Regions from separate parts of the Sus scrofa genome. Here region 1 is linked to region 2. Evidence: chromatin contacts called from public HiChIP or PLAC-seq data. All regions are on one chromosome and are shown on one strand. The core of a region is the stretch at or near the end of the contact, and the rest is flanking DNA. Distances in the headings are between cores, read along the strand shown.

Region 1 (6,576 bases), core at 1,882-4,381, 80 kb before region 2:
AGGAAGCTAATTATATTCACACAGTAGGCAGCTGAACCCTGTTTGAACCCGGAGATGGATCTCCTGGCAGGAACAGGCTTCCCCAGTTCTGAGGAGGCTGTTCCTTCCTTCTGCTCTGGGAGGGGCGGGAACTGGTTGAGAATGAGCCTCCTCTGTCCTCTTCCCCAGAACCAGCCAGTGAACTCCACCTGCCCAGGGCTGATGTGCGTCTTCCAGGGCTACTTGTCCACAGGCCTGGTACAACGTTCTCTCTTCAACTTGCAAATCTACGGGGTCCTGGGGCTATTCTGGACCATCAACTGGGTCCTGGCCCTGGGCCAGTGTGTCCTGGCTGGGGCCTTCGCCTCCTTCTACTGGGCCTTCCACAAGCCCCGGGACATTCCTACCTTTCCCCTGAGCTCTGCCTTCATCCGCACACTCCGGTAAGCCCGGGGCAGGGGGCTGAGAATTGTGAACCTAGGAGTCCCAGGGGTCCTGGGCTGCCTCTGATTGCCTAAGCCCTGTGCAGGTATCACACTGGGTCGCTAGCCTTCGGAGCCCTCATCCTGACCCTGGTGCAGATAGCACGGGCCATCCTGGAGTACATTGACCACAAACTGAGAGGTGAGCCGAGGTGGGTGGCTGGGCAAGGCTAGGCGGATCAGCTGGATCCTTGGGGAGGGGCTGTCAGGGGCCAGGGACCAAACGTGAGCCCTCCTGACCTCCAGGAGCCCAGAACCCGGTGGCCCGCTGTATCATGTGCTGCTTCAAGTGCTGCCTCTGGTGTTTGGAAAAGTTTATCAAGTTCCTGAACCGTAATGCATACATCATGGTGAGCCCCTGCACATGCGCACCCTCTTGCTCTGGGGCCTTTGACCCGGGCCTCCCGTTCTCCCAGGTAACCTCACCACAGGTAACTCTGGACTTTCCACCTCACTCAGATTGCCATCTATGGGAAGAATTTCTGTGTCTCAGCCAAAAACGCCTTCATGCTGCTCATGCGGAACATTGTCAGGTCAGGCTGTCACCACCCCACCCCAACCCTGGTGATCTCCCCGCAAGGCCAGCTTCCTGGGCATGCTGTGCTCAGAAGGGCCTTGAGCTTGGTTTAACCTCTGCTTCCTCCATCTTGAAATGTGAGCGATTTTCATTTTGCAGCTGTCACGGCAAATCACATAGCCAATTCTCTTCCCAGCCCTGCCAGGCCTCTCACCCCCAACCTACCCCATCTCCCTATACAGGGTGGTCGTCCTGGACAAGGTCACAGACCTGCTGCTGTTCTTTGGGAAATTGCTGGTGGTTGGAGGTGTCGGTAAGGACCAAGACACGAGTTACAAGGACAGAACACTGGTGGCCAGGCAGTTTAAGAGGTGACCTTAGAGGAGTGACATTGACCTCCAGATCTCTCCCCTAGGGGTCCTGTCCTTCTTTTTTTTCACCGGTCGCATCCAGGGACTGGGTAAAGACTTTGAGAGTCCCCAGCTCAACTATTACTGGCTGCCCATCATGGTGAGTGACCTTCGCCCCTCTGCCTCACCCTCCACCTCTCCAGAGGAACCCTAAACGGGCTTTGTGTCTTCCAGACCTCCATCATGGGAGCCTACGTCATCGCCAGTGGCTTCTTCAGCGTTTTCGGCATGTGTGTGGATACTCTCTTCCTCTGTTTCTGTGAGTAACACCCCCCACCTCTCCCCAACTTAAAGGTACCAGATCATTCAGGCTTTTTCAGAGACTTGGTGCTTCTCGAAATAGCAATTTCATGAGTTATAGAAGCCAGAGCCTGAGGGAGCCTCTACTAACATCCTCAGGCCAGGTATTTGGGAAGCAGTATGGGAGTGAGCCCCTAGTCTCCTGCGCTCTCCCAAGAAGGAGCATTCCAGGGGAGAGGCCTCTGGCATCTTCCTGCAGAAAATCTAGGGAAGAGAGTTCCTGCTGTGGTACAGCAAGCTAAGGATCTGGTGCTGTCTCTGCGGCAGGGCAGGTTCCATCCCTGGCCCTGTACATTGGGTTAAAGATCCGGCATTGCGAAGCTGTGCCCTAAGCCCTTCTGTATACCACGAATGCGGGGTGGCGGGGGCGGGGGGGGGGAGGAAGAAAGAAAGAAGAAAGAGAGAAAGAAAGAGAGAGAGAGAATGAAAGAAAGAAAGAGAAAGAGAGAGAAAGAAGAGAGAAAGAAAGAAAGGAAAGAAAGAAAGAGAGAGAGAGAGAGAGAGAGAGAGAGAGAGAGAGAGAGAGAGAGAGAGAGAGAGAAAGAAAGATAGATCTAGGGATGAAGTTAGCCACAGCAGACTCCCCAGCAGGTGGCTGTAGAGAGTGAGGATTTTCTCACCCTACTGTATGCATTCATTTGGGATATCTTAAGTACCAGGCTCTCCGCTAAGAAACTGACATGTATCATGTATTTTTTTCCGTTAATCCCTTTCATTCTATGAAACATAGTATTATCGACTCCACTCTACAGATGACCTATTTACATAACCTATTTAGCAGTTTACAAAAATTGCCCCAAAAAACAGCTGGTGGGAATGCAGCCAGGAAACCAGGCAGCTGTCTCTTGGTCCTTGATTTCCACCCCCGGGAATGGGGTTAGCCCCCAACGTTCCGTTCTTATGGGTCTATGTCGCGCCTCAGTGGAAGACCTGGAGAGGAACGACGGCTCCCTGGACCGGCCCTACTACATGTCCAAAGCCCTTCTGAAGATTCTGGGCAAGAAGAACGAGGTGCCCTCGGGAGACAAGAAGAGGAAGAAGTGAGAGACGTAGCCCTGATCCAAAACAGCACCCCGCCTGTACAGCCTCCCAGCCTCATTCCCGCCTTCCAGATGTCGATTTTGTAGTAAAAAGATTAAAAGATTGATATTGTGTTTTCTCAAAAACTCTGGGACTTTTATTTCCTCCAAGACCACACGCTGCCCTCCCCCGCCCACCTGGCTCTTTAAAAGGGGCCCTGCCCCTGTGACGCCCCTACACCCCCACCAGTATCACGGCCAATCAAAAGGCATCTGTGGAGTTATGCCCGCCCCCTTCTTCAATCAAACCAATAGTCTTCCCGTTCGGGTCACGCGCTCCGGGACTTCAAAGAAGGCCCATTGGACAACGTAGAGAGGAGGTGCTGAAGGGTCACGTGAGGAGTTACGCGAGGGCCAATTAAAGTCGCGGTAGCTCGGCTGGGGGCCCTGACTTGCTGTGGATTTGAGGGTGACATCTGAGCATTTAAAGGGCTGGGGTCAACTGAGCGACTCAAGCCCGCGTCTAATCGTGGAGCCAGGGTCGCGGCCGCCGCGGGGGAGAGATGACTGCGGAGCGACCCGGCGCAGTGCCCCTGGGCAGACCCGGGAGACCGCCTATGCTGGGATTAGGGGAAGCCTATAGGGCCCAGGTATTTGCCTCGATCTTCCTGCTGCTGTTGTCTCCGGCAGGAGTCGGAGCCAGGGCAAAGAACGACTTCAGTCTGGTGAGTTAACCCTCGCATGGCCCCATCCCCAACCACGCAGGCGGTCGGTCTGTGTCAGGTTGTACGCCCGGGACGCAGGCTGCTAAGCCCCCTCTCCTTTCCCAATCCCTGCCCCTCTCTGGGTTCCTCGTCCTCTTTCCTTCTGAGGCTCCTCATTCGAGCTCCTTCCCCTTTTGAGGTTTCCCTATCCCAGAGGGCTTCTTCTCCCCTCGTAGTCCCTTACGCTGCCTAGAGACTCCAGCTTCGCTACAAACTCTCCTCAGGGTTCCCCTTCCTTGTTCTGGGAAACCTGCTCCCACTTGGGGTCCCTACCACCCTACCTTTCCCAGGGGAACCTGCGTCTGAGTTGCTATTCATTCACCCTAAAGCCCAAGTCACATTTGTTCAGTTCACCGGAACTCCTCCCTTCACAGGTGCACCCGCTGGTGACCATGGAGCAACTGCTGTGGGTGAGCGGAAAACAGATCGGTTCTGTGGACACCTTCCGCATCCCACTCATCACCACCACTCCTCGAGGCACCCTCCTTGCCTTCGCTGAGGCCAGGAAAATGTCAGCATCGGATAAAGGCGCTAAATTCATTGCTCTGCGGAGATCCATGGACCAGGGTAAAACTATGCCTGGGAGTTCCCACCACCGCTTAGCAGTAATGAACCCGACTAGTAACCATGAGGATGTGGGTTCAGTCCCTGGCCTTGCTCAGTGGGTTCAAGGATCTGACGGTGCTGTGATCTGTGGTGTTGGTTGCAAACCTGGCTTGGATCCCTCATTGCTGTGGCAAAGGCCGGTGGGTGCAGCTCCAATTTGACACCTAGCCTGGCAACTTCCATATGCCGCACGCAGGGGCAGCCCTAAAAAAAAAAAAAAAAGCCTGTGTGGCAAGATGTTGAATGGGTGGGGAGCCTGATTTTCCGTAGAGCCCTGGAGCTGCTGGGTCCCTGAAGACTAGAGGCAACCTAAGAAGGGAAGGTGTCCAGGGCAGTAATGCAGACATTGGGATCTCCAAGGAGTTGAACATTCATCCAAATGTTTATTGAGCACTTACTATATACCTGGCAGTGTTCTAAGTTCTGTGACTACAGTTATGAACAAAACAGAGCAAAAATCCTCGCCTTTGCAGGGCTTATATTCTATTGGGAGGAGGCAGACAATAAGCATAATAAGTAATATATTTGTGTTGGAAGGTGATTAAGTGTAATGGAGAAAAATAAAAATAAAACAGGGCAAGAGGTATGGAGAGGGTCAAGAGTTTGACTGCAATTTTCAAAAAAGGACATTTGAGCAAAGACTTAAAGGAGGTAAATGAGCCTGAGGAAAAAATGCCCCAGGCAGGTGTAACAAGATAAGGCAAAGGAAAGTATTTGAGAAATGGGAAGGAGTTTGTGCGGCTGGAGGAAGTGAGCAAGGGTAGAACAGATACAGTCAGAGAGAGAAGGAGGGTCAGGACTCGTAGGCCCTCTGGACCATCATGAGACCTTGGATCCCTAGCAGGGGGTGGAAATTTCAGGGAGTAGTGGAAAGAGCCCCTCCAGCTTGTTCACCCTGCGTTTCTTCCCTTTTTCCTTTAGGCAGCACATGGTCTCCGACAGCTTTCATTGTGGATGATGGGGAGACCCCAGATGGTCTGAACTTGGGGGCAGTGGTGAGCGATACAACGACAGGCGTGGTCTTCCTTTTCTACTCCCTCTGTGCTCACAAGGCTGGCTGCCGGGTGGCCTCCACCATGTTGGTGTGGAGCAAGGATGATGGTATTTCCTGGAGCTCGCCCCGAAACCTGTCCTTGGATATAGGCACTGAGATGTTTGCCCCCGGACCTGGATCTGGCATTCAGGTGTCTGTCCTGAGTGGGTGGAGGGAGCTGCCTTGTAGAGAGTCTGCCCCACAAGGGACTCCTTTGCAAAGAGAAGGGCCTGTGAGGTCAGCTTTTCTGTCTTAGGTGGGATTCCTTGGAAGAAAGGGACATCCTGGGAGGAACACCCTTCCAAAGGAAAGTGGAAATTTTTTTTTTTTTTTTTTTTTTGTCCTTTTGCCATTTCTTTGGACCGATCCCGCGGCATATGGAGGTTCCCAGGCTAGGGGTCCAATCCGAACTGTAGACACTGGCCTACGCCAGAGCCACAGCAACGCGGGATCCGAGCTACATCTGCAACCTATACCACAGCTCATGGCAACGCCGGATTGTTAACCCACTGAGCAAGGGCAGGGACCGAACCCACAACCTCATGGTTCCCAGTCGGATTCGTTAACCACTGCGCCATAATGGGAACTCCCAGAAGGTGGGATTTTGCCATTGGCTTCCTATTTGGGGATTGTCAATCCATATGAAGATTAAGGGGAAAAAATATTATAAAATCCTGTGCAGATTTAAAAAAAGCCTTCCTTCCTTTGGGCAGACACAAGCCTGTGCCATGGTCTACAGCTTGGTCCAGGAGCAATGGTTGGGTTGAGGTGGGCCCCTGTGCACAACTCGTCCAGAGTACACGCTGGATCCTGAAGGAGTACATTCTGCAAAAGAGCTGCTTCTGCTGCTTCTCTTCCTCCTCCTCCTCCTTCTTTTTTTTTTTGTTTTGTTTTGTTTTGTTTTATTACTCAATGAATTTATTACATTTATAGTTGTACAATGATCATCACAATCCAATTTTATAGGGTTTCCATCCCACACCCCCAGCGCATCCCCCACCCCCCAACCTCCTCCTTTTTAATTTTATGGCTGCACCTGTAGCATACAGAAGTTCCTGGACCAGGGATGGAATCCATGCCACACCTATGACCTACGACAGGTCCTTAGCCCACTGCACCACAGTGGAAACTGCCCAAAGTTCCCAGGCTAGGGGTCAAAATCGGAGCTACAGCTGCTGGTGTACACCACAGCCACAGCAATGCAGGATCTGAGTTGCATCTGCGACCTACACCACAGCTCACAGCCAGGCCAGACCTTAACCCACTGAGCGAGGCCAGGGATTGAACCCCCAACCTCATGTTTACTAGTCGGATTCGTTTCCACTGCACCACCATGGGAACTCCCAGAGCTTCTTGATTCTGACAGTGGGTGTCTGTAACAGGGGGCCCTCAGCAAGCAAGGACAGAACCGAAGGGGACCCAGGTGTGTCCTCACACTTAGGTGGTGGCGGGTTCCCCTTCCCTGC
Region 2 (5,726 bases), core at 178-2,677:
CGCAACTCATGGCAACGCTGGATCCTTAACCCACTGAGCCAGGCCAGGGATCAAACCGGTATTCTCATGGATCCTAGTCAGGTTCATTAACCACTGAGCCACAACAGGAACTCCTCCCCTAGTTGTTTTTGATGCTTATGCATATACCCAAAAAAGCGAACTCAGGGCCATAGAAGTACCACCAGCTTGTGAGGAAGTGATGTCCGCTTCCCCCCAGAGGTACCTGGTCCCTGCCTTGTCTTGCCCTGTCCATATAAACATAAGGGAGTATTGTTATCTCAACACTTGAACACCTGAGGAACACAGCGGGCCTCTTGACAACGGGGGAGTTGGCCCTCGGTGGGAGTGGGGAGAGCCTTGTCCTCACTCATCTCACCCTCCTTTCTTCTTCCTCAGGCTTTGGCCCTGTGTTTATCACCAGTGACCCTGACAGCTTCTGGCAACAACTCAATGAGATACACGCCTTGGGAGGTGGAGACGAGCCCGAGATGTGCTTGTCAGCCCTGGAGGTCTGCCCTCTTCCCCCTTCCCTTCTTCTCCTCCCCTTTCCAGGACCCACAAGCAAGGGAACTAGAGCTTCCCTGGGACACCCCCTGCCCCCTGGCCCCCGGCCCATTTCAGAGCCTAGTGCCACTGGCTTCACTCCAGATTCCAGGGCTATATTGTCTTCTACTCTGCCCTCCCTGGCTTTACCCATTTCTCTGCTGCTGCTTTTTTTTTTTTTTTTTTTTTTCTTACCTATGGCAGGTAGAAGTTCCAGGGCCAGGGTTTGAATCCACATCACAGCAGCAACCTAAGCCACTGACAAAGCCTGATCCTTAACCCACTGCACCACAAGAGAACTCTGTGCCGTCATTTTTTTCTTTTCTTTTTTGTCTTTTTAGGGCTGCACCACACCATATGGAAGTTCCCAGGCTAGGGGTTGCATCAGAGCTGTAGCCGCCGGCCTACACCACAGCCACAGCAATATCAGATCTGAGCCACATCTGTGACCTACACCACAGCTCGCGGCAACTTCAGATCCTCAACCCACTGAGCAAGGCCAGGAATTAAACCTGCGTCCTCATGGATACCGGTCAGATCTGTGCCTGCTGAACCGTGATAAGAACTCCCCTTGCCATTTTTTAAAACCAGTCTTTTCCTCCCTGACAGCTGGCCCTGCTCCACACACCTCCGCTCTCAGACATCTTCGTCTTCACTGACGCCTCCCCCAAGGATGCCTATCTCACCAATCGGGTGGAATCCCTGACTCGGGAGCGGCGTTGCAGAGTAAGCAGAGCTGGTGGGAGACTCAGTGTTAGCCACCCAGGGATGCGAGAAACACTGGGACAACCAACACTCTCACAACAAGTGTCACACCCACAGTGTGGTGGTTAAACCAGCCTTGGTTTGGCGGGAAGAAGTGGACCATGAGCAAACCACTTCCGGATCCCTTTAACAATGCTAAAGAGTGGGAGGCCCCACCCTTAATGACGCTGAGTTCATATTTGAACCTACCGCACTAAACCATTTGAAGAACTGGAGATCTGGTTGCCAACAGTCCCCTATGTGGATGACCTATGGTGACAGTTATGGGGGTGGCAATGTCTTCACTGAAGGCTGGGGGTTGTGCCACTGGGAGACCCTGCTGTAGCAGCCAGAGGGTAGACAGAATTTCTCACCAATCTTTAGCTCTGTAGAAAGCTTGAGCACAGGAGGTCCTCGTTTACAGCGGTAGATGGCGCTGTCAACCTCAACTCCTGGCCTCTCTTCTGGGCACAGGTCACATTCCTGGTGACTGAAGATCCATCTCGGGTTCGGGGCCGAGCTCGGCGTGAGGTCTTGTCCCCTCTGCGTTTTGAGCCATATGAAGCGGTGGCCCTGGCCTCGGGTGGAGAAGTGATCTTCACCAAAGACCAGTACATTCAGGATGTGGCAGCCATTGTTGGGGACAGCATAGCTGACCTGGTAAGTGTGGGGCCAGAGGGACCACTGCGCTCAACTCAGAACTAAAGGGAGGTGTGACACCGCATTTCTTTGCCAGGATGCCATTCTAGGCTAAAGGGTGGGAAAGGAAGTTTCTCTCCCTCTGAGATCCAAGGCTACCCACCTTCTACGCTGCTCCTTCCATGTCAATACTACCCTCTCCCCAGCTTTGGCCTCCAGTGTTCTGTCCTCATGGCTACCCCAGGAAGTTCTGCCATCTTTTAAGGGGGGAAAGACGTAGTTGCCTCGTCCCAACAACTCCCTGGCCTCCAACTTTGTCACTGACTGTAGTTTCATCCTTGGTCTTTCCTCTCACCGGGTTCCCTTCTCCACGTGTTACTTAGTTTTTTCTGTCCGTGCCTTTTCTTCCTACCTCATTTCATGCCTTGTCATCTCCCACATTTTTTTGCTCCTGCCCCTCAAGGTGACCCTTCCCCTGGAGCCTCCTATTGTGGTGCCTGAGAGGCCACTGGTGTTCAATGTGGATGGGCTGCTCCAGAGGGTCACAGTCCGGATCCACGGCGAGGTCAGCAGCTTCTGGATCAGAAACCCTGCAGGTAGCTCCATGCGTGTCTCAAGGCAGAGGAAAAATGGAGACTGGAGAATGAGGGGTAGTGGAATTCTCATGTGACAATCTCTTGTCCCCAACACCCACCCAGGAGTCTCCCAGGGTCAGGACGAAGGTGAGGGGCCTCTAGGTCACACTCGCCACTTTGGGCAGTTCTGGATAGTGACCATGAATGACCCTCTGCAGACAGGAACCTGGGAGATCCAGGTCACAGCCAACGGCACCCCTCGTGTAAGAGTGCAAGGTAAGGGAGTTCCCGTTGTGGCTCAGCAGTAACGAACCCGACTAGTATCCATGAAGATGTGAGTTTGATCCCTGGCCTCACTCAGTGAGTTAGGGGTCCGGTTTTGGCTGTGGCTGTAGTGTCGGGGTGGCTGCTGCTCCTGATCCGACCTCTAGCCTGGGAACTTACATATGCAGCCATCAAAAGGAAAAACCCAGTAGTGAAAGGTAAGGAGGGAGGGAGCTCTTCATAGGAAAGGAGGAGGAGACTGCAGAGCCCGAGAGCAATTCAGTCACATTCCTCTTGGGAGTATCTCTGACTGCTTTGACGCCCCGCAGCCCAGACCTCCCTGGACTTCCTCTTCCACTTCGGGATCCCCGTGGAGGATGGACCCCACCCTGGCCTCTACCCCCTGACTCAACCGGTTACAGGTACATCTATCCCCACCCCTATCTTTTTTTTTTTTTTTCTTTTTCTTTTTCTCTTTTCTAGGGCCGCTCCTGCAGCATATGGATGTTCCCAGGCTAGGGGTCGAATCGGAGCTGTAGCCACCAGCTTACACCACAGCCACAGCAACTCGGGATCTGAGCCGCGTCTGTAACCTACACCACAGCTCATGGCAATGCTGGATCCTTAACCCACTGAGCAAGGCCAGGGATGGAACCCACAACCTCATGGTTCCTAGTCAGATTCGTTAACCACTGAGCCACGATTGGAACTCCCTCCCCACCCCTATCTTGTTCATTATGTATGTACTTTTTATTGAGTTATAACAAGTATTTAAGAAGGTGCACTAAACTCTATATAACACACTCATGTAACCGTCACTCAGTTCGGCTATATCGGCTATAGAGTATTTCTAGGCTCCCAGAACTCCCTCCTCGCCCTCCCCATCGCCACCCCTAAAGGTAACCCCTTTTCCCCATCCATGGTCCCCAGAGCTAAGCCCTGCTCAAAGCTGTTCATTCTTTTCTTCCTGTCTCCAAATCTCAGGCAGATCCCTGTTCCCTCTTCCGCTTCCCTGTCCCAGGTCTCCAGACCCAGCTGCTGGTAGAAGTGACAGGGCTTGGTTCGAGAGGAAACCCTGGAGATCCTCTCCCGCGTTTCTCCCACGTCGTCCTTCGAGGGGTCCTGCAGGGTGAGGAGCTGGGTCGGGTGCCTTTGGAGCCGATGGGACCCCAGGAACGAGGTCTCCTCACTGCTTCGCTACCACCCACGCTCCTGGCCACCTCGGGACCCTTCTCTCTGGAGCTGATTGGCCAGGATGGAGCAGGGCAGGGCCTGCACCGGGCAGCCCCCCAGCCCTGTGCTGTAGTTCCTGTCTTTCTGGAGGTGAGCCGCCTGGGGAAGGCACGGCTGGGGCTGGAGAGAACAGGCTCTGCCCCTCCCCTGACCCACCCTCCTTCGCAGCTCAGTGGTCCCCCGGGTTTCCTGGCGCCGGGCACCAAGGCCCCACTCACGCTTCGCATCGCCAGCTTCTCGGGCCCTCAGGATCTCGATCTTAGGACATCCGTCAACCCCAGCTTCGCTCTCAGCTCCAACATCTCCAGGTGCAATCCCTGAATCCTCCCGCTCCTTTCTGGTCCCATCTTTTTATTCCCCAGGCATGAGCTACAGGGCGCTCTTTAAGCTTGGCTGCTGGCCCTGCCCTTTGGGATTGGCGCTCAGACTCCTCACTCCCCTCCCCACCTGCTCTCGGCTCCGCCCCTTGCTCTCGGGTAGCCAGAGCCTGAGGCTTCAGCGGGAACCTTTCCAGGGTTCACCTGGAACCGAATGAGTCGGCCTGGGGGCATCTGTGGCTGGAGGTCCCAGACTCTGCCACCCCGGACTCCATGGTGATGGTGACTGTGACGGCGACGACAGATGGAGAAGCCAGCACAGCACCCCCGACCCATGCCTTCCTCCGGCTCCTGGTGCTGGCCCCCGCTCCACAGGTGAGGTGGCCCCACTTCCCGCTGCAAGATAGGCACCATAAGGATGGGCGGTGCAGCCACCCTGCCAGCCTCTCCCTCTTCTCCCCAGGACCAGCTCCCTGCCCCGGTCCACTCGACTGGCCTTGTCCTCACCACTGCCGGCCCTGTCTTTCATCCTTCAGTTTTGGAGACTCTGAGCAGGGCTGGAGGAGGGTTGGTAGGCACTCCCTGGTGGGGCACAGTTGCAGGGGTGCTACTTCTGCTAGGCCTGGCCTTCTGGTGACACAGCAGCCCCCAGAGGGCTGGGACTCCAGCATGATTTGCCATCTTGCCCCACTGGTGAGAGGATAACATGGGCCTTAGGACCCTGCTCTCCCAGGTGGGATGGAGGTTTCCCTTTTCATGCACCTGTCCCTTCTCTTTCTCACTAAAATTGGGACATAAGACAATGGATTTTCCCACAATGCACTTTCCCTAACCCTTGTGGGAACGAAACCAAACTCATTTTTGGAGAAAGCTGCTTCCTGTTTCTCTGTAGCATCCTTATTCCACTACTATTCATGCTCCCCCAAGCTCAGGTAGAGGGGAAGAGATGTGGGGCAGAGACTAAGACTGGGAGTGGGGGGGAGGGTACCCCACCTCCTACCAGAAAGTATTATTTATAGAATTGTTTTAACTGAAATTCTGGAGACGCTTCTATTTTATTTTTGTATTTAAAGTCAAAGGATAATGTCAATAAACATGTCTTCTACTCAGAGGGAGTTCAAAGAAAGATCACTTATGCACAGCACATAGGGAAGAGTGAGTACAGTACCAAAAAGATAAAGCAGAAGTTTTCAGGAGCAGAGAAGAACCTTTACACCAGGATGTTTGGGGATTCTGACTCAGCCTTGCTGGCACAGCTGAAGGGTGTGGAGACCTTAGACATGGGTAGGACCCCTCTGTCCACTGGGGCAGCCCGGCTGAGCCATCGCTCCCTTTGGCTGAATGACTTCTTTCTGCTGCCTTGACCCCTCCTGGAGGAGAGAGACAGCCTGGGTGTCTGTGCTCCGCCCTC

What was found. HiChIP or PLAC-seq counts read pairs in DNA pulled down with a chosen protein or histone mark.
Region 1: a contact with region 2 is called in an H3K27ac HiChIP or PLAC-seq map of alveolar macrophages. The contact joins the promoter of NEU1 here to the enhancer-like site in region 2. A contact is called at or near these places in 9 of 47 Hi-C or Micro-C datasets (adipose tissue, embryonic fibroblasts, epiblast stem cells and 3 more) and 1 of 2 datasets of contacts at active chromatin or transcription factors (alveolar macrophages).

Annotation. Positions count from the first base shown.
Region 1 is chr7:23,955,214-23,961,789 of Sscrofa11.1, reverse strand. NEU1 (neuraminidase 1) reads left to right here and starts at 3,131. Exons shown (of 6, transcript NM_001101822.1): 1 at 3,131-3,432; 2 at 3,846-4,038; 3 at 4,999-5,261. The coding sequence starts at 3,271. SLC44A4 (solute carrier family 44 member 4) reads left to right here. Exons shown (of 21, transcript NM_001101818.1): 14 at 169-422; 15 at 509-603; 16 at 708-811; 17 at 921-994; 18 at 1,221-1,291; 19 at 1,394-1,488; 20 at 1,563-1,647; 21 at 2,611-2,855. The coding sequence ends at 2,732.
Region 2 is chr7:23,874,597-23,880,322 of Sscrofa11.1, reverse strand. VWA7 (von Willebrand factor A domain containing 7) reads left to right here. Exons shown (of 17, transcript NM_001195327.1): 8 at 397-509; 9 at 1,153-1,269; 10 at 1,762-1,947; 11 at 2,390-2,522; 12 at 2,625-2,777; 13 at 3,095-3,187; 14 at 3,787-4,088; 15 at 4,167-4,306; 16 at 4,513-4,690; 17 at 4,779-5,423. The coding sequence ends at 4,952. Among named protein-coding and RNA genes, the nearest start is that of VWA7, 8.1 kb to the left of the region's middle. Within about 2 kb of position 1,427, at least 4 of the 83 cell types and tissues checked have an H3K27ac peak or open chromatin away from gene starts, as enhancers often do. A contact at or near this core is called in alveolar macrophages and retroperitoneal adipose tissue, where this site is marked.